Regions from separate parts of the Mus musculus genome. Here all the other regions are linked to region 5. Evidence: chromatin contacts called from public Hi-C and targeted proximity ligation data. All regions are on one chromosome and are shown on one strand. The core of a region is the stretch at or near the end of the contact, and the rest is flanking DNA. Distances in the headings are between cores, read along the strand shown.

Region 1 (3,502 bases), core at 312-2,811, 310 kb after region 5:
CTTTTGGGGTCTTAAAAAACAAAGTAACAATAACAAAAAACTCACAAAACACCTTTTCCTCCATGCCATTCCTAAAACGCTGAGAAGAGAAAAATCACAGTAGGGAACATGAAGCATAGACGGCCCTAATGAAGAAACACTAAGGAGAAATGAAAACAGAGAGAGAGGGGTGGAATGGCCAGAATCCACAGGACAGGTAATTATCTGCTTTCACTTTTAAAGATGGACATCGGCAAGAGATTGCACTCAGGTAAAGTTTCATGGGTGTGGATCTGATCGCGTTCACCAGGCTCAAATGACTTTTGGAAACTTCCTACAGATAATTCAGAGACCCACCCCCCCCTAAAGTTTGCTAGTCACAAGTTTGGGTAACTAGATTTGGGGCTAAGCAGGGGTGGGGAGAGCAGGATGGATTTACCATTTAAGGGGGTGCTTCTGTCTGTAGGGTAGGGAAGAGGGAGCAGACAGAAAGAAACTCAAAGTCTAAGAATCAAGGTTGCAGAAAAAAACTGCAGAGGTCTTAGAAGGGAGAGAGAATGAGGATGCAGATGGGAAGGAAGAGGACCGGCTGGTCAATGCTGAAGGCATCTTGGAGGGGCGATAGGAATTGCGTTAAGAATGCTGCTGCGAGTCTCACTTACATCCTTTAGAGACCTCCTGGGAACTGAGAGCCAAGGTTGCAAAGCCCCCAAAATCATCCAAACCATTCCTGTCCCAATCAAAGTCACCACTAAAGGACCACTGGGCTAGAGTGAAGTGTTGGGGCCCAGTCTTGACAAATAGCACATGGTTCAATACTGGAGTGTGCCCACGCAGATAATTGTTAAAATTTGGCAGCTATGATTTGGAGAGAGAGGATTACGGCAATAATAATAATAATAATAATAATAATAATAATAATAATAATAATAATAAATAGAATAAAAGAATACCGGAGTGAGATTATATTGGCAGACTCGAAAAAAGTCTGTGTAGGGAGGTGGGCAATAAATCGCTTGGAGGAATACGGGACACCCAAGGCTGTGATGGAGTGGAAAATGGATGCAGAACGAATACAGCAGAAAGTACAACAGGTGCCGGAGAAGCCTAAGTTTCCAGCCCAGGGGCTTTGAGAAGAGCAGCTCCTCTAAGGCCAGTGTCCCACTGTGCCTAGTGGCTGCCAGTGCGCCCGGGTGGGAAGCTGGAAAGAGCACAGGGAGGTGACCAGGGTGTGGAGACCCCGCAAACCGGGGCGTGAGAGTCACTCACCCCATTGGCCGCAGCCATCTGCACCACGATCTCAGTAGCCGTCCTGCTGAAGTACCTGCCGTCGCTGCCCACCACCATGGTGCAACCCTGACGGTCGCGCAGGTCGATGGACGACAGCACACTCTGGATGAAGTTGGGCAGGTAGTTGCGCTGGCCCTCGAAGAGCCCTGTGGGCCGTCGCAGCCCGCCGCCACCGGTCGGCCGCTGGTCCTCATAGGGCGCCGTGGGCACCGTCAGCACTGGGATGGGGCTCCCCTCCATGGCGCCGCTGGCCGGTCCTGCCGCGGCTGCGGGAGCCTCGGGGATCTGCCGCCCTCCCGGGCCCCCGCGGTCTGGCCTTGCTCCCGGCTCCGCCTTGCGCCCTCCCCGCCCCTCTCCACCCTCCCGTCGCTACTCTCGGATTGTCCCCCTCAACGTCCCAGAGTGGAGTCTGCCTCCACCTTCAGATAGTTTTCTGCAGCCCAGCTCTTTTCCAGAGGATCGCCCAGCTGTCCTCAATTCCTTTCCCCAGCTCGCCTGACTTTGGGAGTGTCTCAAAGCCAAGCTCTAGGACCAGCTCCTGTGTCCCCAGCCACACCACACTCTTGAGTCCAGTGCCCCGACTCAGCCTTCCAGCTCCTCCAGAGGCCCACTCTCCACTAGAAGACAGCCTGGCACTGGAGTCTGAGCTAGCCAGGGGCCTAGCCCACAGCCCTCTCTCCCCACACCCTGAGTCTGCTTAGCTCAAGTGCAAGTTTCTCTCCCTAGTAAGGACAGAGAGGGAGGTGGGAGGGGGCTAAAACCTTTTGCCATCAGAGAACAGCCCTAGCCAAAAATAACCCTGGAAAGGAGAGCTGAGAATTGTTAGGCTCTGCCAGAGGTGAAACTGAAGGCTGGGCAGTGAGTGTGTGTGTGAGTGTGTGTGTGTGTGTGTGTGTGTGTGTGTGTGTGTACACTCAGCAGGAACATTTGTTGTGCAGAATCATACCCTGTCGGCCCCTTTAGTCCACAGGACCTACCCCAGCATCTACATTTGTAGCATCTCTCCAGGTGGGAGTTTTGTTTTGTTTTGTTTTGTTTTGTTTTGTTTTCATTGTTGTTGTAACTGCAACAAACACATACTTTCTTATTCTTTTCCTGCTTGTCCTTCCTACACATCTGCTTAGAAATCGGCTTCCCTCACACTGCATCTGTCCACGCTACCGAACTCTGGATAAAATACTTTCGGTAGGCGATTAAAACGCACTTAATGTCCACCAGGAATGAATGAACGAAGCCAACTGAAACAAAGGTGAGGTGCCACCTACTGTGCTTGGCCCCCTTGCCTGAAGCCTTTCTTTCTGATCCTCCTCAAATCCAAAACCAGGAAAATCTTCATATAGAGAGGAGTGAAAAGGGAGGGAATTAAAGGGGGGGGTGGGGACTGAGCTCGGCACACGGCTGTGAACCCAACCATCTACAGTGTGTGGAGAGACAGAGGACAAAGCAGAGAAAGCTTCGCAGGAGGTGTGGGACTAGAGTAATTCCCAAGATTCAATGCAATGGGAAAGGAGGGAAAGGGAGGCAGGCCAGCTTCATAAGCACCAAGGCTGGCACGTCCTTCATCCCCCGTCCTAGGTGGGCAGAGATAAGAACCCAGTCCTAGTCTCCAGGCTGGATGCTCCTGTGCTGAGCTCAGCTTCTTTACAAGGTGAGTCAAGAGAAATGGGGTGCTCTCTGACCTAGGGATGCCTCTCTGCCTTCTCTGAGTCACTAGCACCACCCCGAAGTCTTGGTGTGAAACAGGAGCACCTGTGTTGCCTTTCTTCTTCAGTATCTCCTTGCTGCTGAGACAGCACCAACCACCATCTTTACACCAAGCATACGCCAAACTCAGCAAGACCTGTGTTTCCCCAGTGAGATCCTGGGATAAAGCAACTGTTGAAAGCCGTCATCCCCATTCCATTCTTATAGGACCATAGAGCACGTTCGTGCATTGAAGACCTTGGAGGCTCTGCGGTAAAGAGCCTGCTTCAACTTCACTCTGGCATTCCAACTCTTATTTAACCTTGGGGTCCTTATCTGAGACACCAATGAACACAGATCAAAGAGTGTTCCACAGGTTGCTTTATGTCTCAGGGCCACGTCCAATGACGTCATTCTGTCTTCTCTTTTGAACCATTAACATATTAATCTTATCCATATTCCAATTAGGAACTTATCAGATTATAGGAAAGGCAGCAGGTCGAGCTGACAGAATCTAGGTGTGTTTCTGCATGCTTATAACCCCAGCCCG
Region 2 (3,803 bases), core at 873-3,372, 330 kb before region 5:
CAATGAAGACTCATGCAGTAGAGGGGCTTGCAGCCAAGTCTAAGGCTCCCTCCCACCCCAGGACCCATAAGGTAGGAGAAAACACTCATTAGCTAGCCTAGAGTTTGCTAGTAACCATGCTGGCCTGGACCTCACAGAATTCATCCTGCTGTCTTCTGAGCGCTGAGATTAAAGCTGAGTGCCACCAAGCTCTGTTATAAAAAGTAAGTTTTTTAAAGACTTATTTATTTAATGCATATGTGTACACTGTAACTGTCTTCAGACACACCAGAAGAAGGCACCAGATCCTATTTCAGATGGTTGTGAGCTACCATGTGGTTGCTGGGAATTGAACTCCAGGACCTCTGGAAGAGCAGTCAGTGCTAATACCTCTGGGCCATCTCTCCAGCCCTGTAATTTTTTTTTAAGTGCAGTTTCATTACTTAGTACCAAGGCAATGAGGAATTAAGAGATTTCGGGGAATCTATACTTAGTTAATTCATGCGGGCTGAGTCCACTCCCTAGGTGACTCCATTCCATTGCAGTCTAGACAAAAGAAAACCCTCCTGGCTCTTTATCTTCCTTAATGGAAAGCACACAACAGAATCCTGCAGCTAGCCTACCTTGGCCACTTAGTAATGTTGCATCTATTCTGCCTATTACATTCCTAGTCAGGATTCTCAGCCCCCTGAAGAAAACTGAGGGCATTCGGTGCCGTTTAACTTAACATTTAGGAAGGTTAAAATGCTCAATTTCACGTTCCGTATCATTTTAAGGCACATTTCAAGGCCAGAAACAAAAAAACCTGCAGCCTTATATGTTAGCCAAATATCTTCAAATCTCAATAAAGAGCCAATGGCTCTGGGGGCGGAGTGGGTAGGTCCAGTGTGGCTGTACTGTCTGTCCCCATTTTTAAAATAGCATTCAGATTTAAGGCTGAGTAGGAGTCCGACGTGATTCATTCCTTAGCTGGGCACCGCCACTTTTCTTGGGCCAAAGGTTCCCAAAGGTCAAAGTGCAAATAGATCCCAGGGCTAACAGGTCTAGGGTGCGGCCTGAAACCTGGGTTTTCAAGAGGCCCCCAGGCAATGTCCCAGAATCCCTCTCTCCTTACCAGGAAACTGGTCTTTCAAATGAACTAGGAAAGTCGGGAAACTTTTAGAGGCCAGAGGAGCCTCTGAACAGAACCCGCACACCTGCGGACCTGGGAAGGCGCGGTGGACAACTCAGAGACAGTAGCTCAGAAACCCTCTCGCACACTGCAGCAGCCTGGAAAACACCCTTTTCAAGCTCGGAGAATGCTTGGCATTCGGTGGCCTTTTTCCAACATAAAAATCTCCAACTCGGCTTTGACTGAGAGTCCCATAGAAAAGCCACGGAAAGCAGCCCTGGAGAGCTGACAACGCCCTGTGTTGACAACTCGGCTCGTCCTTTATAAAAGAGTCGAAAGACCCCAAATATATATATACACACACACACAAAGTCGAATTAAATGTTTCACAAAGCGACGGGACTGTTTTCCTGTCGGCGGCGGGGGAGGGGGCAGACTCATGGTCACCAGGATCGCCCCCACCTGCACACAGACACCAGCTTTCCCTCGCTCCGCGCCCGTTCAGGTCACCCACCCCTTAGATACCATCGCTGCCAACAGAAACCCAAAGGCCCTCTGAATCTAGCAGAAGAGACGCTCTGCGGGAGCGAAACAATGTCCCCGCCTGGAAGGACAAGGAGGAGCCAGGCACCTGTAGCAGCGGCGTAAACTCAGATCCCGGGTGACCCTAAGTCAACCCCGGTGATGCGAGGCTGCCCAAGGGTGGGAGATGGAAGTACGCACGCAAAAAGCAGTGCTCAAGAAATCACATCCCAAACCCCACGGGGACAACCGGCGTTCACGCACGCTGCCCCGCGGCGAGCCAAGGCTCCAGAGCAATCTTGTACCCCGGGAGGGACAGAGCCGCAGGTACTCGCCTGGAGAAGGGGGGCGGCGGCAGCCAGCAGAGTCAGCGCGCAGAAAGCGACGGTCCCAGGCGTCGGGCGGCGCAGCGCGGGCAGCGCCTGTCCGGAGGCGGAGTGCCGCGGGCTGCCGCAGCAGGCGGGAGCCAGTGACCTCCGCCACCGGCCGTTCCTGGGTATTGTTGTGACTCAACCTATTTCCTGTTTGGAGGGCTAGAAGAAAGGGGGACAAGTGCCTATCTAGAGTGTGTGTGGTTAGGGGGAGGGTAGATGGGCGGTGGCCATCACCTGCTTCCTCCAGACCCGGAAAAAAAAAAAAAAAGTAGCTCGCGCCACTTTGGGTCGTCCTGTTGGCGGAGGGGGAGGCCTCACCGGCGCCACCCAGCGGTGGGGCAGGGATTGAGCGACGCTTCCGCCTCTTTTCTCAGCAAAACCCCCAAGCTTCGGCTCAAGAGTATAAACATTCGCAGGGTTTATCTAATTCGTGCCCAGATCTGCTTTCAGTCTTTCCGCAGGTGCTGGCGAGGAAAGGTCAGTCACCCCTCAGAAACCACGGGAAGGGTGTTTGTGGGTCACTGTATGTATACGGTAGGGGAGTGGAACGGGTTGATTTTTGTTTGGGGAAGAAGAGAAACGGGTAATGGTATCGGTGAAAGATAAGTTTTAAGATCAATTTCAATCCCCCTCCCCCTCCAACCTCCCTGGTTCTCTGGCTCTGAGGCTCCAATCCGGAAATACCGGTTCCTCTCGGGGGACAATAGGTGAGGGCGGAGCACTAAGCCCAGAGCCTGCTTAGTCACACCGCGGGGAAGGAGGAATGTGCCTAGTGCCCAAGGCTGCACCCGGGGCGCAAGTTCGCCTTCCATTTAACCTAGTCTGGTTAAAAAATCCTAGGAAGAAAAAAAGAAAAGAAAAGAAAAAGAAAAAAAAAAAAATAAAAAGAAAAGCTGGATAGTGGTAGCGTATGCCTTTAATCCCAGCCCTTGGGAGGCATAGGTAGACGGATTTCTGAGTTCGAGGCCAGCCTGATCTACAGAGTGAGTTCGAGGATAGCCAGGCTACACAGAGAAACCCTGTCTCAGGGGGGAAAAAAAATCCTAAGAAGATTCCAGGGTACAGGATAAAAGTTGTGGTGATGGCGAGATGGATAGTGGTGATAGTTGTGCGGTGTGAATGCTCGCACTTGCCCACTGCGTTGCAATTTTAAGTATTTTAGTTTGCTTTTTTAAAAATCCTGTAAAGGATGCTGAGGTTCTATTCCAGGCAACTTCGCGCACGAGCGCCCTCTCCTCCCCACAAAACCCTTTCGCCAGGAGTAACTATGTCAACTGAGACACTCTCTCAAGGAAAAAAAAAAAAGAACAAAAACAACAACAACAAAAACAAAACCCCAACAAGAGAAACCAGGAGTGGTAGCACAGATTTGTAATCCCAGAGCTGGGGAGACAGATCCTTGGATTTACCAGCCCCCGAAAAATGAAAGACCCGGTCTTATAAACCAACATGGACAGATCCTGAGGAACAGGTGTTATCAGACCTGCCAATACACACACACACACACACACACACACACACACACACACACGCCCCAGGCAAAGGAAGATCAAACCTGAAGGCTCAGGCTTTAAGAAAGTATCACTTTAAGAAAAATGAGCACAAGCAAACTGTTAAGCAAATAAAAGCATACCAATTGTGCCTCCATTTACTAAGAAAGGAAAAACACCTACCCATGAATTTGCTTTTTCTTTTTTTGAGTTGAGGTCTTAGTTACTATGGCCCTAATGGCCCTTCCATGCAATCCTGCTGGTTCCAATTTTGGGGTAATCCTCCTGCCTCAGCCTCCCAAGTACTGGAATAATGGGGTGAACACT
Region 3 (3,751 bases), core at 329-2,828, 440 kb after region 5:
TATTTTTCTATCCAAGTATTTCCCCATAAATCCCATTGTAGTAAATATCTTTAGGAGACCTTTGGAAGTTAGAAACAACAGATATATATTTTTAAGCCTTCTAGAAAATTGACCCTGGGAATGAATCCAGGCCCTTGAGAATGTTAGGCCTTGCAGTTGCTTTGTAGCACAGGCAGACCTTGAATTTGTGATCCTCTTTCTTGCCTCAGCTTTCTGAGTAGTGGAGATTACAGGTTTGGATTACAAGGAATAGTTGGCCTCGTTTATTAAAGTCGTGTTTTCTGTCGGTCTGTACTTAGAGTCTCTGTATTGTTATGTTGTACACATTGTCTTTTATGTTTAAAGGCATTGGTATGAGGGAGGGGGAGAGTTACCTAACCAGCTCTGAAGGTTTGCTCAACTACCTACCCAGAAGCAGAGGAAGAAGGCTGCCAAGAATAAATAGCATATGGTCGGCCAGTATTTTAGTATTAGGTTACAAATTAAGTTGTAGTGGACCAGTGTTGTTCAGTAAGAACTCAATGTGCCAGCAAATGTGAGCTAAGGAAGTAATTTTTACATCTTCTTAATGGGAGCCACATTTTAATACAGGGAAAAACAAACAGGTGAAATTATCTTTAATAATATGTTTCTTAACTTAACAGCTTCCAAAGGATTGTTTTTAACATGCAATCAATACAAAAATTAAGACATTTTGCCTTATTTTTTTTCTGTACTGTCTTGGAAACCCAGTGTGTATTTATTTTCCAACCCATCTCACTTTAGACTAACCAAAAATTCAAGTGGCCAACGGCCACATGTGGCTTGTGGCTTCCATATCTAGACTCTGCAGCTTTGAGCCAAAAATATAGCCCTTTCGTGTTTCCGAAGGCAAGTTGACAAGTGGAAACACACGGAGTTCATACAACACAACTTGGACCAAATATATTACTTGAAATAGGCACAGTCTTTTCCACGCTCATCCTTTGGGGATTATTTTTATTTTTATTTCTCCAGATTTCTCCTTTGTGGTCTGGTCAGGTTTCTCCATGTAAAACAGAACTCTGTTGAGATACCGGTCAATCTCAATGCTGTGTATTCCCTCAGGTTCTAAAATGAAAAGTCATATAGCTCCTAATATTTACTCGTGGGATGCAGCCATTATAATAAAGTGTCCCATGAATGACAGTGCGCCTTCGGCTGGGAAAAAGTCGACTGATGTCCTAAGAGGCTGCCTTAAAAAGAAATGTTCCCAGGAATGGCGTCAATCCACCGGGTGGCCCCTCCAGACCCCGCTGGCTGCTTCTGGATCCAGCGCTCACTGCCCCAGTCGCCCTCCGGCTCCGGCCGCCGGCGTTTCCGGCCAGCTCTCGCGGTCCGCGCTCCGCAGCCACCGTGCCCGTCGGTCCCGGGTCAGCGGCGGGGGAAACGCGCGCCTGCGGCCGGCGACTCTGAGTATCCGGAGCGCGGCTCGGCGCGGCGTCCACGCCCTCGCCAAGCGCTCGGTGCGTGCCAGGCCGGGCGGCGCCGCGGGCGGCGGAGGGAGCAGAGCCCTCCCCCCGGGAGCTGCGCGGCCAAGGTGGAAATGCGGAAGTTTCCGCGGCGCGGCTGACAGATGAGGCTGGCGCCGGGCGCGCCGGGCTCTGCAGCGGCTGTGCGTTCGGGTCCCGTCCCCCCGCAGCCCCGCGAGCCCCGAAGCCGTGGAACCGCGCGCGCGCGCCATGGCCACGCTGCCGAGCGCCGAGCGCCGCGCCTTCGCGCTCAAGATCAACAGGTAAGACGGCGCGGTTCCTGGCCAGTCCGCGGCGGGGCGCGCCGGTCCCCGTGGCGACTCATTCTCGTCCTCTTGTCACCCGCGCTGCTGTCCGGACCAGCGTCTTGCGCCACCTCCCCAACCCGGCGTGGCTCCCGCCGCCCTCGCTGTTCTGAGACAGGTGGCCCGACCCGGAGCGCGGGGTCGCGCGCCCGAACTTGGCTTAACAAATTGCGCCTTCCTTCCAGTCGGGAGACAGCGGAAAGAAGCTAAGTGGCTGAAAATCAGCCCTGCTTTGAAGCAGATCGGTCCGTGGTCCAGGGTTAGGGCTCTTTCAACCCCCTCTTTCCAAAAAACATCTTGGCTTTGGATGGCAGCGCTATTTTTATACCTTGGTCCAAAAGGAGCCAACCATGAAGTGGAAAAAATGATTTTAAAAAAATTCCTCCTTTAAATAAGCGAAAGGGAATGAGCTGTAGCTGACGTTTAAAGATTTCTAGCACTCTAGAAAAGTGAAGAACACAGGGATTTCCAATTTATAAACAGAGCTGCACACGCCACATCTCTGTGAGTTGACTACTCATAAAGTTCTCGGTAGACTCAAGCGGCGGCGTTTCCTCCACTGAAAACTGCTGACAAGTATTCAAGGGGGCATTTTTGCCTTGACCTGGGAAATCTAGACTGCCTGGCTAAAAGATAATGTGGAAGGGCAGCGCTCTGGAGGACTTCCAGGGTTGGTGTTTTTTTCTTGTTCTTGTTTGTTTGTTTTTGCATGTGGGACGCTGGCCCACAGTAATTCATCTTTGGGCTGCTAGTGAGTGAAGCTGGAGTCACTAGGAATCACCATCCTTGAATAGTGAGCGGTAAGGACCACAGAGGGCCAGTGGAGTTTCCCTGTGCAGTTGTGAGCAAGACCTTTCACTTCCTTCACTATTTCATCTGTCCAATTAGTTTAATTATTAATGTGGACTGTATACAAATGCTAAAGGGTAACTATATCATAATTCAGTCTTCCTATCGGAGCCTTTCCCCTCATCAGGCTGTCCTGGCTGCAGTGGGGCCGTAGGGGCATAGGAAGTTTTGATGGCTGTCATCATTGCCTTCCCCGCTTCTCCTCTCTTTGTCCCTGTCATGAGAAAGAAAAAAAGCCAGGAAACAAGGAACAAGGGCAGGAAGCTGTTAGGGATTCAGGAGGGGTGAGACTGATCTGAAGTGACTGTCTGGGACCTAATGCAAGCCTGGAGACGCTCTTGCAAGGAGCTTCGGGGTTGGTATAACCCAAGGGTGGAGGATTAAAGTCCTTAGCCAGAAGTGGTGGACTTACCCATCATCCCAGCCCTCAGGAGGCTGAGACAAGACAATCACAAGCTGGATGCCAGTCTAGGCTGCATACAGAGACCTTGCAACAAGGAAACAAAACAGAAGCAACCACCCAAGCAAAACAGTGTTAGGAAAACCAAGAGCCAGGCTACATTCAAATTTCCTTACAAAGTTTTGCTGCAAACTAAGTATATCCCATTGGGCATACACATTTTATATTTTTCTCATGTTTGGTCTCCTCCCTCCTCCCCTTCTTTCTGTCTCTCCAAGGTCTCTCACTTTGTTTCACAAACTGGCCTTGAACTCCGAGCACTTGACCTGCTTCAACTTTCTGATTGCCAGGGTTGCAACTGTGTACCGGCTTTTGTGTCAGTGGGAATAACTAGTATCCGAACCCTAGTTTTTCCCTCTTCTGACTGTTAGGAGGACTGAGTAGAGTAGAGACAGCGTGCTTATGATGCCTGGCTCAGAATGAATGTTAAATAGCTGCTAGCTGACACATCAGTACCGCTAGCTTCGTCGTGGTCAATGCCATCTCTAATATCATCAAATCTGAGATGATACTTCAGAACCTACGAAGACAAAGTACCAAGGGCAGCTGAAGTTGGACTATTTTTCCAGGCAGAGGCCATTTGGGGCAGGGTATGGGGATGCCAGTGGCCACCTGCAGCTTTCTTGGGGTTATATCTCTCACATGTG
Region 4 (3,734 bases), core at 371-2,870, 290 kb before region 5:
CAAATGCTGGACATACAGAGAAAAGGGCAAATGGACAGGCAGGGCTTCCGTTACAAGAGCAGAAACCTCTCTGAACACAAAGTACCCCGGTCACATGAAAGCAAAACAAAACCAGGAGAAACCAAAGAATGTTCTTTGATCCTGCACCACAGCCCTGCTCTCAGGTAGAGTTGGAACAACTCAAGACCCCTCCACATTGTCCAGGGTTCTGCGCCCAGATTCTGGGGCCCAGGCGTCCCCCACATTCTATGGCAAGGGGGCCAGGAAATTCTGTCTCCACAGGACCTCAAAGGTTTTCTTCTGAAATAAGAAGTTATAATCATGGCCCTGTGAAAGACAGTCTGGATAAATATGATATTACTTCCGGGGTGATGGAGAGAGGGCTCAGTGGTTAAGGACGCTTGCTGCTCTTCCGCAGGACTGGTTTGATGTCTTTCACTACCCTGGGCTGCTTACAACTGCTTGTGACTACAGCTCCAGAAGATCTGGCTCCCTCTGCTGGCTACTGTAGGTATGGACACTCAACCACATCCATATCCACACCCACAGACATATAAAGGCCCGTCCCCCTTTATGACGTAATTGTGATGAAGCGGGGTTACTTATGAGACGCCCCCCCAAGCCTCTCATATACATTAGTTTTTAAAACAGATAATCTGGTTTTTAAATTAACTGCTTTTATGTTGTTTTGATATATGAGTGCTCTGTCTGCAAGTATACCTGCAGACCAGAGGAGGGCATCAGATCCCTTTATAGATGGTCGTGGGCCACCATGTGGTTGCTGGGGATTGACCTCAGGACCTTTGGAAGTGCAGTCAGCGCTCTTAACCACTCAGCCATCTCTCTAGCACCTAAAATTACAGGTTTTAAATGTATTTGTTTTATATGCATTGGTGTTTTGTTTGCATATTTATCTGTGTGAGGGTGTCAGATCTCCTGGACCTGGAATTACAGATAGTTGTGAGGTGCTATGTGGGTGCTGGGAATTGAACCTGGGTCCTCTGGAAGAGGAGTTGGTGAGTGCTCTTAACCACTGAGCCATCTCTCCAGCTCCAATTACGGGTTTAAAAAGAGTTTCCTTGGAGTTTCTTGTAAGTGACTACCCTGACACGGATGCCAGGATTTGAACTCTAGCCCTTGTGCTGGAGCAGAAGGGCTCTTAAGCCATCTCTCCAGCCTGAGTGGTAACCATTTTGTTTGCTGTGTGTTTGTTGTGGTGGTATTCCAACCCAGGGCCTTCTCTCACATGCTAGGCAAGTTCTTTGCCACTGAGCCACACCTTGGCACCTTTTAAAAACTGCCAATACCATTAGGCTTCCAAAGAATTCCACACTGCTTCTAGCTGAGATTTCCCACGGCTCCTTCAAAATGTCTCCTTCAGTACTGCTGTTGAGCCTCAGGGAGGTTAGTGTGAAGGCTCCCTGTGGGCATCGCTAGGCTGTTCCCAGACCACTGAGGCAGCAGCTGTATACTTATCAGTAAGTCCTTAGTTCTGAGACAGGGTCTGACTGCAGTGCATCCTGCTGCTCCTTCAACTGCAGGCATTGCCACGGGGCAGGCAGGCATGAGGCTGGGGGCCCTGGGGCTGCTGATAAAAATCACCGTCCCGTCCCGTTGTGACAGAGTCAGAGCCCAGCTCTGCCAGCAGAGTTACAGAGACCTTCAAAGTAGGCCAGGAGTTAAAGTTTAACTTACTTTGAGGACAAAGTGCAAGTTTTCTCAGATACTACAATATAAAAAATTCCTCCCTCTTTCTCCTTCCTACCTTTCCATTTTGGAAACTGAATCCAGGGCTTATAGATTACTGGATAAGCACTCTCCCACTGAGATATGCCCTCAGCCTTCAAAGTAGCTTTTTTTTTTTTTAAAGATCTATTTATTTATTGTATGTATGTGAGTACACTATCGCTCTCTTCAGACAGACCAGAAGAGGGCATCAGATCCCATCAGAGATGGTTGTGAGCCACTAAGTAGCTGCTGGGAAATGAACTCAGGATTTCTAGAGCAAACTGAGCCATCTCTCTAGTTCCCTCAAAGTAGCTTTTTAATGAATGAATGAATGAATGAATGATTATTATTTTTAATCGCAGGTATGTGCCACTGTACCTAACAAAAGTGGCTTATGGATAGCCCTGGCTATCCTGGAACGCACTATATGGACCAGATTTGCTTATTTGCTTTTGCTATAGGGTCTTACATGATAGCTCAGACTAGCCTTTGAACTGGCTATGTAGCCAAGGCAGGCCTTGAATTCTTGCCTCTACTTCTTGAGTGCTGGGACTATAGCTATGTTAAGACTGTGTCTGGCAAAAGTATCATTTTCAAAGGCAAGCCAGTGGTTTTTCTCTTCTGGGGAATGATATACTGGAGAAAACCAGTCTGGGCCAGGCTCTGAACAGTTCCTTCTGCTTCAGGTCTTGTCAACATCCTGATGCCTGAGTTGCATAGCAACCCGGGTATCAATGAGGAGAAGGGTTCAACTACAAGCCAGCCTCCCTGCCGAGGCAGACAGCCGTAAAGTCACGGCAAAGCCAGTGACTGACTCCCTCTCAAACGGTCCCCAACACCGCATTCCAGATGAGTTTACCCCTTATGGATTTTGACTTCTGAACATACCTGGAAGGAGAAGACAGCCAGATTTGCTTGTTTGGGGTCTGCTTGTTGATCACGTAGGTCCCTAGATCCCCGCCCAGCTTAATGGTGAGCACGCCATCCTAGGGGGTCAGGTGGCAGGAAGTGTGAAAAAATAGATTAGTTAGTACTGTGATACACACACACACACACACACACACACGTAAATATATAAACATAAATAAAAATAAAATACGTTTCTGACCCATTCTGACCCTGAGAGTAATGTTTTTACCATACAAGCTCCTATGTTTGGATACACAAACACACACACACACAAACACACACACACACACACACGTATGCACATACACACTCGCGTTCATATACATGCTCATATCTCAATGCCTTTCATGTATCCAAGGATATAACAGACACCATTAAGAAAAGGGGGCTGGGGATACAGCCCACTGGCAGTGTGTTCTGGCTTTGGGAAACCCCATGTTCAATTCTTGGCACCAAAACCAAACAAACTTTAATGCTCAAAAACAGGAGCTTGTATGGTAAGAACGTTACTCTTAGGGTCAGAGGTTTGTTTTACGTTTATTTATGCACGTGTTTCTGTTCACGTGTATGTGCATGAATGCCCTTAGAGGCCAGAGACACACAGGACAGCTGCAGGGCCGGAGTTACAGGCATCTATAAGCCACCTGATGTGATATGGCTGCTGGGATCCAGGCTCTGGTTCTCATGATAAAGTAGCAAGCGTTTAACCACGGAGCCATCTCTGCAGCCACCACGAGTGAATGAATCGTAATAGCATACGATGAATGCCTGAAGCTCATAGCGCTTTCTCTCTGCCTGTGTGGTCGCCAAGACAAGTTAAGTCTTGCCTGAGATCTCAGCCATGGTAAACAGGACCGCTAGCCAACCGCAACACGTACTAACGCAGACTAAACTCTAACAGCGTCTGTCCAAGTGTCAGACCTGAGTCCATCACGAAAACACGGAAAGAAAGTGATTGTGGTGGCAAAATCTGTAAGGTCAGGATTTGGGAGGCTAAGGTGGGGGATGGTGAGTTTGAGGCCAGCAGGCTGCACCACAGAACGCAAAACAGAAAAGGAGAAGAAAGTAATCCATGCCCTTTCTCGTTTGTCTTAGAA
Region 5 (3,741 bases), core at 749-3,248:
AACACAAAGCAACAAACTGTCAGGCGATTAGATGAACTCTCCCTCTTGGACCATCCACTCAGGGTTCGAGAAGTGATGTAAAACTCTCATGATGGCCTGACCCCCGAGTTTCCCCACATCTGCAAAATGTGAGCATCAAATCACAAGGAGGTCGAACTGACCACTGTGAGGAGACGACAAATCTAGCCATTAAAGAAAAGAAGACTTCACTAGTACAGGGCTGGCTCTGAATGAGGGACAGCAAGGCTGGCTTTAACTGGAAGGACCGATTGTCACTGTGATAAACCCCAGAATCCGAGTCCCCCATGCCTCCTCTAAACCTATGATAAGCATCTTCACCACACCTCCCTCAGAAGTGGTTGAAATAAGATGAGCATACTGAAAAGCAATTAAAAATTGCAAGACACTGATGCAAATATTAGGTGGGTTTTTTTTCCCCCCCAGTCCCTCCAGTTTTCTTAGTTTGGATAAAAATGTAATATGGCTTTATCTGTAAGCACTGTTCAACTTTCCTGCCCAAGGATGGCTGCACTTCCCATGCATCCTGGGGGGGGGGGGTCCTCCACCTTTGTACACAGAACCCAGCATTTTCTTCAGCTTAGAGATCGCACAGGACACTTAAGGCTCAACCTTGAACTTGGTTGGGTAAGTTTTTGTTTTTGTTTTTCTGTTTTGCCTTTCAGTGGGCAGCCCTCTGACAGAAGCTTCCATGAACCCCCATCACACTGGAGTCTAAGGAAAACCAATCCTTGGACTTTGATCTACTCCAACGACTGCAAAAACACTACAGCCTCTACACAGAACAAGAGGGAAGTCTCCCGGAAGAGAGGTGAAAGGGGCCCTTTACAGCTAAGTTCAAGAGAACAGCCTCGGACTACTTCTTAGATCAGATTAATCAGGTCTCAGTCCTTATGGACCATTCATTTTACAGGGGGACCTCTACCAGGCTGAGAATGCCATCAAGGGGCAGAGCCAGGGCAGAGGCGGGGGTGGGGGGGGTGGGGGGGATGGCTACTTGAGAGTCAGCATGCGCTTCCTTTACATAGCATCATAGTAAATAGCAGATCCTGTTCAAAGTCCTGACTTCAGTAGACATGAAGAACAAATTCACTGACTACCCAAACAACTTCTCTGGAACAGGTTTCTACCCAAGCGTGCTGTGCACAGCAGACAGCCGGCTTGAGAGGGTGGGGGTAAGAAATGAGAACATGCTCATCTGCATAGATGAGAGATAAGCAGACGTTTGTTGTCTTCGGTTCTGACGACTCCTGGCACCAGAGTGGCAAGTCCAACTCCAGCGCTCTCCCCATCCCCCCCGCCACCCCCCACCCCCGCCCCAGATGTTGAATCGTCACATTGACAGGGCCATTGAAGACAGGGGACTGTAAAAGTCGGCGGCTGTTTTCAGGCTGGAACTGTAGTTCACCTGTTCCACCCGGCGCCAGAGCCAGAAATCAAGCAGAACGCCACTCGTGGAAGCCCCTCTGTACATCCCGGGGGGCGCCTAACAAGTTCGCTGCTGTTTAGAAGCAGGGGAGAATGACGGAGACACCTCTCCTGCTGCAACAAAACTCAGCAGGTTCCCCAGAAACGAGGGAGGGGTCTCTGACTTAAGTGAGCCCGAGGGATCACTGGGTGTCACTGCGGCCCTAGGGATCAGGGTAGCGAGGCGGTCGGTGCCCACGGGGACTGCGCAGCTGTGGCCCCCGAGGAGCGAAGGTCCTGGTTTGACGACCACGGGCGCCCCCTCCATGTCACCCCCAGCACAACTTGGACAGGCAAAGTGGAAAGGTGGAGAGCAGGTCAGGTCCCAGCAGAGACACACAGAGCCTCAGGCGCGGCGGCAAGGGAGGGTGTAGGCAGGGTTGCCGGGGACGCGCAGGAAACTTACCTCCTTCGGCCGGCGTGCTGGAGCCTTGGCGGCCGAGACCAGTTGCGCCACCGCGGGCAAGTTGTCGGGATGTCGTGGGTTCTCCGGTGGCTGCAGCGGGCGGCGGGCGGCGGGCGGGGCGGAGCCGGAGCAGCGCCGGGGGGTGGGGTGGGGGGGCGGGCAGGTGCCGGGCCCTGCCGCGGGGCCACACTGGGCTCGGACGCGCGGCGACGGGGACGCGCGGCTGCGAGTGTGCAATGCGCGCGCGCCGCGGCCGGTGTGCGTGTCCCCGCGTTCCCCTTCCTTCCCGCCGCTCCTCTGGTCGGCAGAACGGCAAGCGGACCACTAGGACCAGACAGCGCCGGGTGGCGCGGCGAGGCGAGATCGGGGGATGGAGGCCGAGGAGTGGCGGTGCCCCGCAGCCACGGGCCCCCGCACGGCGCGCCGGAGTCCGAGCGGGGCGGGCAGCGAGCAGGCTGCACGGCGGCCGCGACTCCGGGAGGCTGCAGGCCCCGCCCGCCGGCCGCCCAGGCTCTTCCCCTTTTCTCTCCACCCTCTGCTCTGTCCCGCACGCCCTGCAAGGAAGCCAGACCGGTTTGCAGCAGCAGAGCAGCCCGCAGTCGGACCTAACGCTCTAGTCGGTGCGTGGGAGATTGTGCGCCCGGGCCACTGTGCAGCCAGGACTCAGAGCAGGGGTGAAGCGGCTCCCTGAGATTAGCGGGATCCTCCAAAGCTCCAGAGCTTCTGGGAGCTTCTCAGAGTCTCGAAGCCTCACTGCTGTGGACTGTGTTGGGGTAGGGCGTGCCGCTGCCAGTGTCCCTGGCCACCAGTCGGGCAATGCCAGACTTGACTCCTCTTCCTTGAGGAGCCAGCACTTAAGCAAGCAGAGCCCTCCCCTATACCCCCTTTATCAGGAAGGGACGCGCAAAGGTTCTGAGACCACACTTGTCTCCCTTCTAAGGATAGCAGGTGCTCTCAAGAAGGACGATCTATCCAACAGGTTAGGGATGGGCTAGTGAGGGGTCCCGCGCCATTGAGCTACAATGGGGGCGCGCCTGCTGGAGCCACTTGGAATCTCACTAGGTTAGTTTAGCTTCGAAGAGGGTAGGGGCTAGATCTAAGGATCCGTTTGGAGTTGTGCTGTTCTGAACGCTAAAATTAAATTTATCTAACAGGCACAGGAAGAGAGCGACTCCCTCCCAGTTGGGTCGAAGCAAGTGGTACAGTTCAGCTTTATCACTTCCTTCCACTTTCCCCTCCTCAGACAAAACAAAACACTTGTGGGAAAGAAAACTTGCGTTCTGTCAGAGGAAGACCAGCATTTGATGACCCTTGCTTGAGGACACTCCCTTGAGGCTCTACAAAGAGCACCTGCAGGCAGTTTTGAAATCTTTTAACAACCCCACCCCCAACCCCAACTCGAGTGAATTTGTGGTGGTTTAGTATCACCCTGGAATGAAGCATAAAAATTCCTTTATAACAAAAAATGCATTGTTCTTAAAGTTTTATTCACGTAAAGCTGACAAATCAAATAGATGTGTATTGTTAGGGACGGTATCTCCAGTGTTCTTCCAGGTGTGTGTGGCCGCTACTAGCGATTTAAGGCATCACTAACTTAGGACTTGGGTCCAAGCATTCTGGACTTATTAAAGCACAGAGTAAGAACATGTGTGTGGTCCAGCTTGCACGCTTTTCAGATGAGAAAACCGTAGCCCTAAGACATCCAGTAACTCACAGGCGAGGACACAGTTTTCCTTACTCTTAGTCCTTGAACAAAAAGTAACAGCAATACTGACTTAACAGAGTTCAAGATGGGGCCAGTGGAGGGGGCAGCAGAGAAAGAGCAGCGGATCAAAGATCAAAGAACCTTG
Region 6 (3,629 bases), core at 980-3,479, 390 kb before region 5:
TTCCCCCTCCCAGGGGACGCCACCCTCCCCCGGGACGCCACCCTCCCCCACAAGCAGCTTTGCCTGGAAAAGGTGGAGAAAAGAATGAAAATGGATTCTCAAGAAGCCCTCCAAGAAAGCTGGAGTGGGGCTGGAGGGAGGAAGGCTTACTGCTCTTTAGAGGACCCTCCTTCCGTTCCCAGGAGCCACAGCAGGCGGCTCACAACTGCTTAGAACTCCAGTCCAGGGGGTGATTCAGAGTGCTTCCTCTTCTGCTGAATTCAGTTCCCAGCACCCCATCAGGGGGCTCACAATTGCCTGTAAGCCCAGCTCCAGGGAATCTGACAACAGGCCTCCAGGGATATGTGGGTGCACACATACACATTAAAAATAAACCGGGGGCTGGTGAGATGGCTCAGCAGGTAAGAGCACCCGACTGCTCTTCCAAAGGTCCTGAGTTCAAATCCCAGCAACCACATGGTGGCTCACAACCATCCGTAATGAGATCTGACGCCCTCTTCTGGAGTGTCTGAAGACAGCTACAGTGTACTTACATATAATAAATAAATAAATCTTTAAAAAAAATAATAAACCAAACTTATTTTTAAATAATAAGGGTTGGAAAGACTCCCCAGTGGATAAGAGCACTTGCTGCTCTTACAGAGAACCTGGGTTCATTTTCTAGGACCCACGGGGCAGCTCACAACTGAAGGGACTCTAGCTACCTTGAGTTGGCCAGCATGACTCTAGCAGACCTGGCCCTTCTCCTCCATTCCCTCTGCCTCGCTTAAAAACAACAACAAAAACAAACAAACAAACACACCAAACTGCTATCCATTCCAAAGGCTAACCCCCCATGGTCTATTTCCTTATTGCTAATTCCTATTCCAGAAACTGACTACCAAGGTCCAGCTGTAAAGTCTAGCAATCAAAAGCTCCCTTCAGGCACCTAATTAACATGCACAATTAAAATTAAACACTTCATCTCAGCACAGGGTTTCCCATTTCACCTTTATAAACCATCATTTGCCTGTCCCCTCTCCATCCAGAGGCAGCCCTTTATCCCATTCCAAGACAAATAACCCTCTTCTTTCTTTTCTCTCCGTTCTCCCTCTTCCTCTGGCTCCTGTCTCATCCCTTAACCCTGACCTCTGTCCCTCCAGAGCAAATACATCTCCTTTGTGCTAAGCGCACATTTTTCCTTTTAACAAGTCTGTGTCTATAAACTGGGCATGGTGGTGCACATCTTTAATCCCAGTCAGGAGGATCTCACCTAGTCTACATAGTGAGCTCCAGGACACACAGCCAGACCTAATATACAGATGGAGGAAAAAGGAAGTCTCTAGCTCCGGCTCCAGGGATGTGAGATTCTTGTCTGGCCTCTGAGAGTATAAGGCGCAAACAACCACCGAGTACACAGACATACAAGACGGCAAAACACCATACATATAGAGAAAAAAATAATTCCAGAAAAAAATTAAAATAAAATCTGGAAAAGGGAGGAGAAGACAGTCGCTACTGGCTTGAGGGAAGAGAACCCTGTGGCTCTGGCTAGTACATTATTCAAGCTGCAACTTAATAACAGATCTTTCCATTGCTCTGTGAGCTAAGCAACTACCAGGCTCCCTGGGACCTTTGCCGTTAAACAGTATGTCTTTTTAAAAACGTCTTTCTGAAAGAATCCAATGGATGCCTTTTTAAAAGAAAAAAAATAAGAAAATAACACACACATATAGCTGAAAGAGCAAGTAATTTGGAATATCTTGCTCCAAACTCCTTAGAATGTTCTCTAAGCTTTACACTCGAGCACTGAGAGCCCCCAGGAAGTTAGGGGCCACAGATGACTTTATTAGCCATCTAAACTAAGCAGAGCTGAGGTCTGCAACTCACATAAAGTGGCCAGTTAATTAGCGCTGCAGTTTCTGCTGCTTCTGGGCCTAAGTTCTGCAACACAGTAACAATTTTAATGGAGACCAACCTGAGCTAAACACAGCCCCATCTCAACAACAGCACACTGAGAGGTCCAGAAGCAATTCTACACTTTTTTTGGTTAAGACTTTTTAGTTCATCCAACTATCATCCATTCGCTACAGAAATATGAGGAATTCTCTCAATTAAGTTCGCCACTAGTCTGAGTCATGCTAGCTCATGCCTTCCCAAATCGAGTCAATCTGATAAGTACACAGTGACTTCGTCTGATGCCCTGCCCCGAGAGCCCTTGTGCCTACCACTCTGACTCACACAAGGGCAGGGCTCACAGCTAATGGGAAGTGACTGGCGGTATGCAGTGGCCGGAGGAAACAGGGGCAGGTGTACACCAGCCAATCCCACACAGCCGAGCAGCTGACTCCTCACTGAAGAGGGCTAAAGAGGAAGAAGCCTGCTCCTCGGTCGGAAACTGAGCTCACCAGGAAGTCCTTTAGTTTTGCTAAGAACCTCCCTCACTAATCTCATCGATTCTACTCCGCTGAATCCTCCGGAGACTGAGAGTGGCCGGTGACGTGAAGGTGTTGTCTCCGAGCTACAGGGATGACTCTCCTGGGTGAAACCCCACCCACCCAGGTTCTCAGGTGCGCCTGCTATCCTTGTAAGGCAAAAAGAAGAAACTGAACTTGAGCCAAGTGGGTAGGATCAGCTCTCAGATCATGTAAACAAATTGCTATAGTCGGACATTAAAGCAATGAGGCCGGCTGACAAATTTCTTTTTCCTTCCTCCTGAGAACAAAGGCCCTAGAAGCTCCAAGCCCTAGAAGGAACAAATACTACTAGAAAGCATTAGACCTTAAAAACTTTTGGTCCTGCAGGGGAGCTCCTTAGGCAGGGAGGTAAACACACACACACACACACACACCCCTGCGGGGAAGACGACTCTCAAGCAAAAAGACCTGCTTGGAAGACATTTCTGCCACCTGAAGCTGCAAAGGACCCTCCAATCTGCTGAGCTGCCTGCAGGCTGTCCAGTGTGGTCCAGGTTCCCAGCCTTTGTGAGCTGTCACCCATGCCGGGGTGAACTTTGGCGATAAGAGTTATTCTGGGGTGATCTGTGCTCATCCATATGGGATCATTTCTATTCCTGAATTCAGATTCCTGTAGGGAACCCCAATAAAACTCACTGGGTCGCCAAGCTGGACTTTGGTGGTATCCTTACCACTAAAAATTGGGTGTATCATGGGTTCCCAATCTGGGATTGAGTGTTTTGTCCACCCCGTAAAATAAAAAATTAAGTCACACAACACCTGGCTCGCCTTACCTTCAACTCAAGGAACTAAAGTTTCTCTATCACGATCCACGTTTTCCTTTGTTAGGATGGCAAAAATGTAACTGGACTTTGAGACTGGTGTACAGTCTAAAAACTTACCACCAAAAAAAGCTACAAACCTGGTCTGGACAGGTGTCTCAGCAGTTAAAAGCACTAGCTGTTCTTGCCAAGGACCAGGGTTTGATTCCCAGAACTTCATTCTCTGCTCACAATCACCTGTCAGCCCAGACCCAGAGGATCTGCCAAGCCTCTTCTGGCCTCCAAGGGACAACAGGTACCCATTGTTGTGCAATATAAGTGCAGGCATATAATAAAATAATTTTAACTCTAATAAGTACCTGGCACAGCAGGTACTTAGGATATTCCAGGCCCTGGGTTCCACCCACAGCTT
Region 7 (3,339 bases), core at 460-2,959, 350 kb after region 5:
CCCACTTTTGTGTTGTCAAGCGAGCAGAACACATTTGTAACAATTTGGAAGGACTTAGTGCGCACTCCGCTGCTGGCTTTCTACGCACAAGCCTAGCAGGCGGGTGGTGCAAACCTAGAAAGTGGTTCCATTTTGCCACTTGGCTCCAGGTGTGCCAAGGCGACCCAGCCTGGAGGCTGGGCCTGGGTGCTGCTTAAAATTCGGGCAAGGTCCCCTCTCGGCCCGAAAGAGCGGCCAGGGTTGTCAGCCTACCGTCGTCAGCTGCAGGCTGTTGCCTCAGCAGCGCCGCAACGGCGGACAGGTGCTGGCCTAACCGCACGCCTTTACCGGGAGCGCAGCTAATGGCACAGTGATGCTGTTCTTGCTGCAGCGGCAGCGGCGGTTGCGGCTGCTGAGGCAATATTGTCCGGGAACCTGCGGACATGTGAAACAAAGGGGAAGCGGCCTGGGGGTGCAGCAGGCACGGTGGATGTTGCAGCAGGTGGCAGTAGCTCCACGGAGCAAAGGACGGACTCTGCGCAGACCCAGTTCCTCCTCCTGTAACCCCCTGCATGATGCTCTCGATGGTGAACGAAGCGCACCCGCGTCCGGACCGAGTTCCAGAGCTCTGGTCTCTCTCCCAAGGCTGGGAACCCAGTACGGGCTGCAGCGCGGGAATGGCTAAGGGGGTGGCGGGGTCCGCGCCTTCCGCTTTTCTAGGGTTGTCGCCATAGGCCGGGGCCGCGAGCAGCAGGTAGCGCATGGGATGCGGATGCAGCGGGGCGCACGGGTGACTCCGAGGCGGGGCAGCGGGATGAGCTGCGAGGTTAGGCTGTGGTGGGGCAGAGTAGCGGAGCAGGAGGCTGGGCTGGGAGACGTGCAGGGTGGCGGGCACAGCGGGTGGAGGGAAAGGGCAGTGCGGGTGGCCTCCCGAGGGCGGGTGGTGGCGCTTGAAGCGCTTCCTGCGCCGGAGGAAGCTGCCGTTGTCGAACATGTCCTGGGAGGCGGGGTCCAGGCTCCAATAGTTGCCCTTGCCCGGGTGGCCCGGCTCGCGAGGGATCTTGACGAAGCAGTCGTTGAGCGACAGGTTGTGGCGGATGCTGTTCTGCCAGGCGGGGAACTTACGGCGGTAATAGGGGAAGCGGCCGCTGATGAAGGCGCAGATACCGCTGAGCGTCAGGCGCTTGTGCGGGCTCTGCAGGATGGCCATGGTGATGAGCGCGATGTAGGAGTACGGGGGTTTGGCGGGCTGCGGGCCGTCGGCTGTGGTGGTCGCCGGGGTCCGTGGTGCTCGGAACTTGCGGAGGAACCCGGAGGAGTTACTCAGATCGCCGCAGTCCCCCGCGCTCCTCCCTGCAAGAGTGCGGGCTCCGGGCCTCTGCAGGGATCGCTCCAGGCACTTATGGCTCTCCTCCTCGTCATCCTCTTCTTCCGTCTGATCTCCATCTTCCTCCTCTGCCAGCACGTCGATCTCCACCTCATCCTGGTCGGAACTTAGAGGACTGGGCGGTGGAGTGGAACGAAGGTGCCCAGCTCTTGCTGAGTTCATGGAGGATAGGAGGGAAGAGGGAGAGGAGGGGACGGACGTGGGGGCAGCTCACCTGGTTTGGGATGGGTGAGTTAGCAAGGATGAGTCTGCTGGGAAACTGGAGCGCTCCTAGGTTAGGCTTCCTTGTTCTTTTCTGCTTTTTCTTTCTAACACCCTTTGGCAAGGAGCACTTGGTGTTTTAAGTTTCTCTGAGAAGTGCGCAGCTATATATCCTTCTTTGCCGTTCCTCGGGCTGGAGCCACGTCCTCCTGACGCGGTCCAATGATGGGGGGTCCTTGGTCCCTCCTCTTCACAACCATCCACTACGGAGGATGGTTTAATCAGCCAAAGTGCTCTGACATTGTGCGGGCTCTGTTGATGTTTCTCTAAAGCTGCACAAATAAAAATCAAGAGGGAAAACATGATACACAACGACGATGTGGGACCACGTCGACATTTAGACCTTCCCAGTACTGACTTTGGCGAGTAATGAGATGTATCTCAAACAGAATGGCACACTGACTTAAAGCTATATGCCCCCATTCCAGAGAAATGGCTCCTTCCCTCCTCGTAAACTTCACCAAATAATCCCGTGACTCGATTTCCCTAAAAACTAAAGCATCCTAGCATAAACTGTGGAAGTTCAGTGTGGACTTTAAAAGGAAAAAAAAAAAAAGTATTTTCTTAGTCTCTTTTCCTCCAGCTTCTTTTACTATTTAGCCAGCGGAGCAAAGGTGCAAATTATTTTTTCACGTTCAGACAGGGATGCCTAGAAGAGGCTTCAGAAAGCAACACACTAGCACCACAGAGGCAACTGGTATCTTCATCTTCTTTTCCTTCGTTGTCTTTACCAACTACATTGATTTCACTACACAAATACTGTTTCCCCCAAAGTAATTTTATAAAGAAAGGAATGCCCTCACTATATGAGTGCATCTACCTGCTTGGCTTTGTCCCCTACCCCTCCCCCCAACCCGAACATCCATCCAGAAACACAAGTGCTTTACTGTGGTAATAACAATAAATCGAGGAAGGGCGGGGTTGCAGTGTCCCTGACACTAGATAGTCCAGAGGTCCATGGTAAGGCATCCACACTGCAGAGCAGGACAGGGACCCCAGGACTTGCTTGAAGGCTTTGGAGTACCTAAGCTTTTAGATTGGTTTCATGTGAGTTAGCCCAGCAGCTAAAGTAACAATATGGTAGAGTATGTCTGTTACATAAATAGGGATTGCATAGCAAAATACAAAGTACATATTGGGGGAATTGGGAAGGTGAAATCTAAAAAGATGCACTAGGAAAGGATGAAAGTTGTGCCACCTTCAACGTTTATGTTTGTGATTGTGACCTTTATTGAGAAATCAGAAACTGACTACCAAAAATAGCTCATCGCCTTTGGGATTAAAGTAGTTTAAAGAAGTTAGCATCTTTTGGAGAGCAGCTCCCTTGCCAGCCTTTGAGTTAAGCTGCATTGCTCTGTGGAGGGTTTTACCCTCCAAGGCTCTCTATTGTGTGCAGCTTGAGGTAGGACAAACAACAGATCTGAGCCTCACAGATTTGTGTTTAAATCCAAAATTGACCAATGACTATTTGTGTGATTTTAAACTGCAGGAGGGCCGGCAGGTGTCTCATTCAATCTGCTGGCCCCAGATGCTGCCCTCACCCCCTGCTGGAGAGACTCGGTTCCCCTTTTCTGATTATCTGTGTGAGAGAGAGTATTGTTGGTTTTCCTAAAGTCAACTGCTAGGGGGATTTGGGTTATTTACAAATGAAAGGGTGTAAGAATGTGCTCAAAAACAAAACAAACCCCCCACATTCTGGGGCTAATCTCAAA

Evidence for each region. Hi-C and Micro-C count contacts between places; a contact is called where the count stands out from the background.
Region 1: a contact with region 5 is called in a Hi-C map of cardiomyocytes, with 1.9 times the contacts expected there. A contact is called at or near these places in 6 of 39 promoter capture datasets (cranial neural crest, frontonasal cranial neural crest, hippocampal neurons and 3 more), 23 of 484 Hi-C or Micro-C datasets (the AML12 cell line, bone marrow-derived macrophages, cardiomyocytes and 14 more), 22 of 130 datasets of targeted methods (bone marrow-derived macrophages, craniofacial prominence, differentiating embryonic stem cells and 13 more) and 2 of 9 other capture datasets (adipose tissue and embryonic stem cells).
Region 2: a targeted proximity ligation map of pancreatic cancer cells shows a contact between it and region 5. A contact is called at or near these places in 1 of 39 promoter capture datasets (cranial neural crest), 1 of 484 Hi-C or Micro-C datasets (embryonic stem cells) and 4 of 130 datasets of targeted methods (embryonic stem cells and pancreatic cancer cells).
Region 3: a targeted proximity ligation map of pancreatic cancer cells shows a contact between it and region 5. A contact is called at or near these places in 1 of 39 promoter capture datasets (pre-B cells), 2 of 484 Hi-C or Micro-C datasets (LSK cells and embryonic stem cells) and 1 of 130 datasets of targeted methods (pancreatic cancer cells).
Region 4: a contact with region 5 is called in a targeted proximity ligation map of pancreatic cancer cells. A contact is called at or near these places in 4 of 39 promoter capture datasets (fetal liver, hematopoietic stem and progenitor cells, neural stem cells and 1 more), 4 of 484 Hi-C or Micro-C datasets (CD8 T cells, the G1E-ER4 cell line, LSK cells and 1 more), 14 of 130 datasets of targeted methods (embryonic basal ganglia, embryonic forebrain, embryonic hindbrain and 8 more) and 2 of 9 other capture datasets (adipose tissue and liver).
Region 6: a contact with region 5 is called in a Hi-C map of extraembryonic endoderm stem cells, with 2.1 times the contacts expected there. A contact is called at or near these places in 7 of 484 Hi-C or Micro-C datasets (B cells, LSK cells, cerebellum and 3 more) and 2 of 130 datasets of targeted methods (embryonic stem cells and pancreatic cancer cells).
Region 7: a contact with region 5 is called in a targeted proximity ligation map of embryonic stem cells, with 6 times the contacts expected there. A contact is called at or near these places in 15 of 39 promoter capture datasets (the 3T3-L1 cell line, the HPC-7 cell line, cranial neural crest and 9 more), 3 of 484 Hi-C or Micro-C datasets (bone marrow-derived macrophages, embryonic stem cells and palatal mesenchyme), 13 of 130 datasets of targeted methods (bone marrow-derived macrophages, embryonic basal ganglia, embryonic forebrain and 9 more) and 2 of 9 other capture datasets (embryonic stem cells and liver).

Annotation. Positions count from the first base shown.
Region 1 is chr19:24,860,281-24,863,782 of GRCm38.p6, forward strand. Pgm5 (phosphoglucomutase 5) reads right to left here and starts at 1,562. Exons shown (of 11, transcript NM_175013.2): 1 at 1,249-1,562. The coding sequence starts at 1,509.
Region 2 is chr19:24,222,904-24,226,706 of GRCm38.p6, forward strand. Tjp2 (tight junction protein 2) reads right to left here and starts at 2,123. Exons shown (of 24, transcript NM_001376368.1): 1 at 1,948-2,123.
Region 3 is chr19:24,997,951-25,001,701 of GRCm38.p6, forward strand. It overlaps Dock8 (dedicator of cytokinesis 8), which reads left to right and starts at 1,579. Exons shown (of 48, transcript NM_028785.3): 1 at 1,579-1,753. The coding sequence starts at 1,701.
Region 4 is chr19:24,264,686-24,268,419 of GRCm38.p6, forward strand. It overlaps Fxn (frataxin), which reads right to left. Exons shown (of 5, transcript NM_008044.3): 4 at 2,617-2,714. Among named protein-coding and RNA genes, the nearest start is that of Fxn, 14 kb to the right of the region's middle.
Region 5 is chr19:24,553,874-24,557,614 of GRCm38.p6, forward strand. It overlaps Pip5k1b (phosphatidylinositol-4-phosphate 5-kinase, type 1 beta), which reads right to left and starts at 1,999. Exons shown (of 15, transcript NM_008846.3): 1 at 1,892-1,999. Gm50341 (predicted gene, 50341) reads left to right here and starts at 2,459. Exons shown (of 2, transcript NR_169181.1): 1 at 2,459-2,511; 2 at 3,135-3,537.
Region 6 is chr19:24,164,387-24,168,015 of GRCm38.p6, forward strand. The region is part of intron 2 of Tjp2 (tight junction protein 2); the gene reads right to left. Among named protein-coding and RNA genes, the nearest start is that of Tjp2, 59 kb to the right of the region's middle.
Region 7 is chr19:24,899,307-24,902,645 of GRCm38.p6, forward strand. It overlaps Foxd4 (forkhead box D4), which reads right to left and starts at 1,710. Exons shown (of 1, transcript NM_008022.3): 1 at 1-1,710. The coding sequence starts at 1,528. The coding sequence ends at 194.